Regions from separate parts of the Mus musculus genome. Here region 2 is linked to region 1. A link is a contact called in public Hi-C data. All regions are on one chromosome and are shown on one strand. The core of a region is the stretch at or near the end of the contact, and the rest is flanking DNA. Distances in the headings are between cores, read along the strand shown.

Region 1 (4,120 bases), core at 726-3,225:
GTGGCATGGCTGAGACCCCAATTAAAGAGACTGAATAAGTTAGCTATTATTAAAAATGATAAATAAAATCACCTGTTTGCTCCAAATCAGTGGTGCTTTAGTGTGCTCGCTTCCCCTCTCCTCCTGCCTGGACTCTACAACTAGAGTTCATCACAGATGGCTCTGTGAGTTACTCCTGGATACAGGTCTCAGTAACAAAGCTTCTCTATTATTCTGTGCCTCTGGCCCTCACACTAGGGTCCCATTTATCAGCCTTCTCTCTATCTATTATGCATTTGTTTAGAAAAGTGATTCAACCTATGTTAACCTAATATATTAGCAATCTCTAACTACCTCCTTTGAATTGCTCCATGGTCCTTAAAGGTCCTTGTATGTCCGGGATGTAGAATTCTTTAATAAGTGACTTCCTTTTGCAGGGAAGTCTCATTATCTATACACACATGCACAGACATAGACATAGGCTTTTCAGTTGTGCTTGCTTTTATGGGTTTATAAATGTGAATTCTATTCTCGATATCCCTTGACTCAATTCCAACATGAATTTTATCAGTACATGTAAATCATATTGTGCACGACTATGGGGACATTTCGCTTGGACTCGTACCTGCATGCCTTTGTTCTGGTCCTTTCCTGATCCTGCCTTAAACACCTTAATTTTGCAGATGGGCAAACCAAAGTTAGCATTAGGACTTTATTATCCATTTCCTAAGGTCAAATAACTTCCCGTAATCTCGAGACCAGAATATAGATAGATTTCCTAACTCCAGGCTTTTTGCAGCAGACATTTAGTCTCTCAGTGACTAAAGGCCAGAGGCATGCTGGGAGAGAACATGGTGTGGAATACAAAGGGATCTATTTCATGCTGCGTCCAGAGGTGTCATCCATACCCAGGAAACACTTTTAATTACTCACCTGGCATTAATTTACTGATCTGTGTCTACTCGGTGACTAGACACTCCCTGGCCCATGCTGATTAAGTCTGGTGTGAATCAGATTGTCACATCACGCTTTATCAGCAGCTTGGAAAAGTAGCCTCCCCCACAGCAGTCCCTACACAAAGGCGATGAATTGATTTGGTCTCTAATTGCTGTGCACAGAATAACATTTCCTTACAGTTGGTTTGTTTGGGTTTTTTAAGATTAATTTTTAACTTTTGCAAACAAGTTAAAGTGTAAATGACACCATGGTCCCTGCTTCCCTATCATCTCCCCCATCTGACCATGTGACCCTTCCCTGCTTTGTCCTCTCTTAAATATATGGATACAACTTACTCAGTCTATTTAGTGTTGTCTGTTTGTGTATGATTTCTGGGCTGACCACTTGATAGTGGACAACCAAATAGGTGAAATGACACTTTATAAATTGCTGCACCTGAATAGTTGGTCCTTATGTGCCAACTATATTCGGAAGCTCGTACAAAACAGCAGGATAAATTCCTTAATAGGACTTAGTTCTTCACCCGCTTGTAGATTAAAGCAGAAAAATGTGGCCATACTTTATATTAACAATATAATTTTCTATGTTTATTCAACATGCCAAATTCCTCTTATTGTGAAAAATTGTCTATCCACAAAATTTTATAATAATTGAGCCTATTTGCCTGTCCCCCCTGATGATACTAATATTTTCTTTCCATGGTGTGTTAGGAAATACTCGCCTTAGGAAACAGCCTGATGCTTGTCACAGCTGCAGCCCCACTGATGCAGAAAATCTGGCATTTACAGAGAATGAGACTTGCTCTCTCTGGCTTTGTCTGCCCTTCTGCAATCGCCTTTGTTTAGTCTTTGTGTTTGGAGCCACTGAAAAGAGACAGCTTTCAGGAGCAAGTGAATAGGAATGAGGGCATACTCATGTGTGAATAAGATGGTGATGGCAAAGAAAATTGATTTTCCCCCTCCAGCTGAAGTCTGTGGGGGAGGTTGCTCTGCTTGTCACTGATAGCTGTATGAGTCACAGCCCGGGACCGCCCCCAGGCCAGACCAGCCCCTGCTGCGGTTACCATGGCACTTGGAGCTCCTATCATAAGCTTCACCATCAGAGCTCAGTACTGATAGCTCCCTGTGCTCTTTGTGCATTCGTGGATAGATGTATCAGAGATGAGAACTCGCTTCTACACCAGTGTCTAGCAAAGGGCTGACACACAGTGGGTACTTCAGGCGTTCAATGAAAGAGTGAATACCGTTTAAAATTAAGCTCATTTATAACTTCCATCTTTTGAAAGAAAAAAATTAAGATTTATTTTTATTTTTGAGGATTGTGTATTTGTGTGAATATATGTTCTCTCTCTCTCTCTCTCTCTCTCTCTCTCTCTCTCTCTCTCTCTCTCTGTGTGTGTGTGTGTGTGTGTGTGTGTGTGTGTGTTTGCCTACAAAGGCCAAGAGAGAGCATTAGATCCCCTAGGGCTAGAGTTACTTGTTGCTATGAGCCACAACAATATGGATACTAGAAACCTGAATTCTTCCTCTACAATTCAGTAAGTGCTTCTTTTAACTGCTGAGTCATCTCTCCAGCACACCAGTTTCCTTAACATGCAAGCAAGCAAATAAACAGTTTTACTGAAATATAGCGAACATACACAAGACCCACACATACTTGGTTACAGTTTGATGAGTTTGGGCATGTGTACACACCCACCCTATCACCATGGACTAGGTAATGAACATGCTGTCACATCCAAGAGTCTCCTGTGCATCTCCTTTAGGTTCAAAATATTTCAAAACATGAATTCCAGAACACCAAAGAAAAGTGAAAGCCAATCTCTGCTCTCTGACCCTTGACAGCTTTGTTTTCCCAAACTCGGTTTTCTTTCCACTTGCCTCTCTTCCATCCCATTCCCAACATCCTGCAAACCACACCTACCTGTAATGCATGGGATGGGGGGAGGGGAATAAAGAGAGAGAATAACAAAGTGGAAGCATGCAGAGGATACAATGACTGGGACAATCTCTCTTATCCTCCAAAATGTATAAGCAGGATCTCCACTGCAGTCCCATGACCAGGTGATGTTTATCTGGATGAGCTACAGTTGTAGAGAATGTGTGTGCCGCTTTTATGACATTTGCTTATCTCCAAGTGAACAAATAAACCCTGGTCCAAAGCCCATACCTGGGAAGTCACGGACCCTAGGATAGAGCTGACTGCTCTTATTTGGCTAAACGGCCATACTATCAAATTGCCTTCTAAATATTTATGCTTATACTCATAGACCCAGGCTGCTCTCAGCCGTAGTCAGAGAAGTTTTCTTCTGCATGAGCAAGAGCCAAGAGCAAGATGCAGAACTTGTCAGAGTGCAGAGATGGAGTCCAGTGGCACTGGCCTGAAATTGCAGTTACAATTTCAGGGGTGGGGGGTGGGGGGTGGGGGGTAGCAATAGGACACTTGCAAATTCAAAGCCTGTATGGGCTACAGAGTGAGGTCAAGGCCAGCCTAGGCAATGTAGCGAGAGCCTGTCTCTAAATAAAGAAGTTCAGAGAGGCAGGTCTATAGCTCAGTGGTAAAGTGCTTGCCTAGAATATCCAAGGCAAAAGGTTTAGAAAGAAAAGAGCCCAGTTATTCTCACCTCTGCTCTGCAACCTGACAAATACGCACAAACCTTTAGGATTAGTCTGCATTTTAAACGTCTTCTCCATTTCTTTCACAGGTCTATATAAGTAACAAAATTTAAGTCAAGCCCTGCTTGGTAGCGTTTGAGGTTTCTATAGTTCAATTCTCCCTTCCACCATGTTGTGCTGAGTGAGGGACTCAACAGCACCAAGCACAGAGCAGGGGAAATGGAAGAAGTGCAAATCTACCTCAGGTTGACGTGGACATGAATATCCTTAAAAGCCACACACTAATGCCCAAAGGGACAGGATGGTTCAGTTGTTAAATGTGTGGGCTGCTTGGAGCTGCCTTTGAAGCCCTCCTAAGTACCATGATTTTATTCATAAAATTCACCTGCATGGAACAGGGCCTCCGGATTGAGCCCCTCCCCCCTCCCCCAGGCCTCTACTGAACTCCTGCCCACTTGGAGACTCACACCATATCTCTTTGCCTTCCAGTGTGCCCCACGTCCCTGAGATTCTTAGCCATTGTCCTTCATACCTTAAAGACTTTCCTTCAGTATCTATGTGGGGATTGT
Region 2 (4,120 bases), core at 527-3,026, 360 kb after region 1:
TCCCCAAAGTGAATGTGTTTAAATTTCCATCCTAGATTTTTATGTTGACGATGTGTCAGAAGCAGGGACTTAAGGAAGTGGTTAGACTAGAGGTTATAAGGATGGGCCCCCATCAGTTAGTGATCTTGTAAGAAGAGGAAGAGAGGACAAGGCTGACCATATCACACCATGTAACACCTCCCTCCCATGGCTTTGCCCTAGCCCCACTACCCTCTCCAAATGCCCTCACCATGTTCCTGGATTTCCTAGACTCTCACCAGTGAGCCCCAAACCCTCTGTTCTTTATAAAGGACCTAGTCCGTGCTATTTAGTTAGAGCCATAGAAAGTGGCGGAACACAAGTGGTCTCCAGTAGCCACACGGCTGAATGCTCTTAACCAGAGAGAAAAATCAGGTGACAAAGAGAATGTGTCTCTGGAACAAACAGGACAAAAGTCACTTCAGGACAGTGAGGAGCACTTTGAGTTTGAGGAAGGGGTGGTAAAACAATTCTCAACAACACAGAAGTCAGATCACAAATCAAATTTAGCCTCCAAATCTCCCAGAGTCAGACATTCCTCTAAACCAGTTGGGCTGTCAGAGGAGAGCTGATGGACTGCCTCGCTCCACCTCTGTAACCCACCCCAGCCTCGTGCCCAGTTCTGTCTAATCTACCACACCCTGAACCCTCTCCTAAATGCCAGGAGGCATGAAAGGCCTCCAACAGGCAAGGAAAGCCAGGGGGAAATAGAGGGCTTCTTGCTGGAGCTAATAAGCAACAGTCTATCCCAGAACTAAGGTCTCCTGATTTTCTCTAAGATGCGTCCTTGAGAGATGGAGGCCTCAAATTCTTTCCACTGCACCTCATGTTTCCTTAGTGAATCCCTGGGATAGCTACACAAAGGAAAAAACAATGCTATGAGCAACAGCCCAAGCCCAGACGGTGGTGGGCTCCTCCCTGTCCTCGGACTCCCACCCCCAACAGCAAAACACCATATTCGAGGGTTGTTTGCTTCACCATCAGGTATAGGGAGGGATGAGCTGATAAACCTCACAGAGACTTAGAAAAGAGGAGCCCCAGACAAGGTCAAGGATCCTCTGAGGGCAGTTGGCTCCACCTGACATTGAACAGGGGCTGGGGCCTCTCCCAAGTGGGATTCACTTAGGCTGGTGAATTCATAGCATAAGTCACTATTGGGGACTGCTGTCCAAACAGCACTCAGGAATGCAGGAGAAATCTAGGTCATGGAGGCAGGGCTACTGTGGAGAGACCAAAGGCAGTCGGTAGACCACCATGGTGGCAAGCCTCTCCCCACGGGTGTAGCCTCCCTCTTAGTGGGAGATGTCCAATAGCTGATCATTTTCGCCCTCTATATTACAGAAAAGGGAAAGGCACTTTGAAGTGATGGTTGGTTGGAAATGCAGGATAAAGCCTGAATACTAGAATCTTCCTGCTGCTGGCAAGACAGGGGACTGGACAGAAGCCTGATGCTGCCGGCCAACTCAAAGTAAGTAAGGGATGTGCTCAGGGTTTCTGTGGCGTTCACGCACATTCTAATTGTTAAAAAGCAAGCAAACAAACGAAAAAATCAAACCCTTTTAGCTGAGAAAACAGCTTATTTGATTAAGTGCTTGCCGTACAAATCTGAAGAGCTGAGATCAATCCCCAGAGTAAATGCAGAAAATTTGGACGTGGTGGTGGTCAATAAAATCCCAGCACTGCAGATGTGGAGCTCTGTGGACCTCTAGTGCTGGCTGCCTCGCTTCCTTGCTGCGTGACCTCTCTGACTCCTATCTGCACAATGTCGGAGCTTGGATCGGAACCTTAGCTAGACTCACAGTAATGAAGCAAGTCCGTAGTCATCTCTGGGCTTCCTCCCAATCCTTCAGTCCTAGCTGGGTAGTCAGCTCTTGACCTTCAAGGTCAAAGGGAGGACAGGACAGGAAATGAGGGCCCAGGGTTTGCAAATTCTCAGAGCACTTAATTAATAATCTCTACTTGCAAATAAACTTTCTTCCCGGGTATTGTATGTCTATGGAGAAGGTCCAGAAAGCATCTGTGAGGTCATTGGCAGAGCTCGTCAGAGGACAAGGGAACAAAACAGGAGAGCACCTTAATAGTCCACACATGCCTTCCTTTGTTTGGGTCAGTCTGGCCTGCACCTTGCCCCGATGTTACATTAATAGGAAATAGGTTGAAGTGCATCCATCAGACAGGACCTTAAATGTTTGTCCTTAGAGATGTTCCACGGAGTTGCACAAAATGACCCAACACACAACCAAGACTCCTTACTTAAGCTGTGACTTCCTATCAGGTCCCCAGTTCAAACCCTGAAGAGAAACCTTCTTTCCCTCCCAGGTTTAATAGTGGCTGTATTCAGCCTGGCTTTATCTGTTATGATTTGTATTGATAATGAATTAAGGTGCAGAATAAATAATGATAGTAACAACTACCAGCTAAAGAAGAACAGTAGAGGTGTCTGCTATAGCACCTTCCGGAACCAGCCACTCACGGCACCATGGGAGCCATGATGTCATCCTCTGGTTTGATGCTATGAGACAGGAAGACACAGCCCGCAGTGTCCACCCAGAAGAGACAGAGCTCTGCTTTCTGTCAGGCCCTTCCCAAGCCCACTTCCCTGAGTTGTAGGCACTATATGACTAAATGGTTCCTTAGCCAAAATACCCACTGGAAAGGATCTGTCACTAAGGCTGGCAGAAGAAAGACTCGGGACTGTATCCTAGGATCCTCACCAAGTTACAGGACAGGAGGGTGGAGCAGAGGATGCTAGTACCAGCTCATGGCGAAATGGACACTAAGATACAGACCAGGTAACAGGTCCACCATGAAAACCACAGGGCTCAGTGTGCACAGCAGCTCAGAAGAGGCGCAGCACTGGCCTTCTTGGATTTCCAAAGACAACTGAGATCCAGTGAGGAAAGTGTCCTGGGCACAAATTTACATCTACAAAGCCAAGAGGAACTGCTTTACATAGGCTTCGCCACAAAACAGACTTTGAACTCTTCCTGATCTTATCAAATACTGTGTCTCAGCACACATTCAGGCAGTAGGTGACTGCATCCTCCATTCGGAAGAGACAGACAGATGACTGATGGGAGAGACAGTTTCGATGAATGACAGACAAGACACACGGATGGGTAATTCAATAGATTATAAATAGGTACAGACACATTTAATACTACAGTAAATTACAGAGATGCCAATAAACACAGTAGATCGATGCATATGTGACAGATTAATTAAAAGAGATGAATAGATAAAAGACAGACAGGAGATAGATGGATGGGTCACAGACTGAGCTATGACCTGGAGAAGAGTAGTGCCCCCCCCCCAAATTTCTTATGTTGAAATCCCACCCCTAGGAGGATAGCATTAGGAGGCGGGGCTTTAGGAAGTGATCATAGAACTGCTAACGCTGCCATAACTACCCCCCAACAATTTCCACCATGTGAGGGCACAGTGTCTATAACTCATAAAACAGGCCCTCACAAGACATCACATTTTCTCATGTCTTGATGCTGTACTCCCCAGCATCCACAACTCTGAGAAGTAGATTTCTGTGGTTTATAAACTGCCCCATATGATATTTTGTCATAATAGCCCAGGGTAGTAGGTAAGTAGGTGTGTGTGTGTGTGTGTGTGTGTGTGTGTGTGTGTGTGTGTGTGTGTGAGAGAGAGAGAGAGAGATATTTCCCAATAGATTCAACAGATGGCAGATACATACATACATACATACATACATACATACATACATATATACATAGATACTTAGGTTAGATAGATAGATAGATAGATAGATAGATAGATAGATAGATAGATAAAGATAAGTGGCAGATATATATTATAGACAACTTATAGATTACAGAAAAAAGATAGATGATAAATATAGGCAGGTAATAGGTAGACGTGGATTGCTAAGAATACATAGCTGAGAGACACTGGGTAGACTAACAGATGAAGATGGATAAACTACATGAGAGTCACACACACCAGAAACATCACAGCAACCATTTGTAAATAGCATGTTTTTAAAAATGCACAAATCTCACTTATTCTGTACATAAGCGTGAGAGAACAACCTAGCCATTCTCACAGATGTAAAATTGCTACCTGGAAAGAC

What was found. A called contact is a pair of places that touch in the nucleus more often than the background predicts.
Region 2: a contact with region 1 is called in a Hi-C map of muscle stem cells, with 1.8 times the contacts expected there. The contact joins two enhancer-like sites. A contact is called at or near these places in 2 of 484 Hi-C or Micro-C datasets (muscle stem cells and nephron progenitors) and 1 of 115 datasets of contacts at active chromatin or transcription factors (fibro-adipogenic progenitors).

The regions. Positions count from the first base shown.
Region 1 is chr14:66,492,871-66,496,990 of GRCm38.p6, forward strand. No RefSeq gene overlaps it. Among named protein-coding and RNA genes, the nearest start is that of Gm41184, 22 kb to the left of the region's middle. RefSeq lists an enhancer at 1-4,120. Within about 2 kb of position 1,976, at least 127 of the 459 cell types and tissues checked have an H3K27ac peak or open chromatin away from gene starts, as enhancers often do. A contact at or near this core is called in fibro-adipogenic progenitors and muscle stem cells, where this site is marked.
Region 2 is chr14:66,850,610-66,854,729 of GRCm38.p6, forward strand. All of the region lies in intron 3 of Dpysl2 (dihydropyrimidinase-like 2), which reads right to left. Among named protein-coding and RNA genes, the nearest start is that of Gm5464, 16 kb to the right of the region's middle. Within about 2 kb of position 1,777, at least 37 of the 459 cell types and tissues checked have an H3K27ac peak or open chromatin away from gene starts, as enhancers often do. A contact at or near this core is called in fibro-adipogenic progenitors and muscle stem cells, where this site is marked.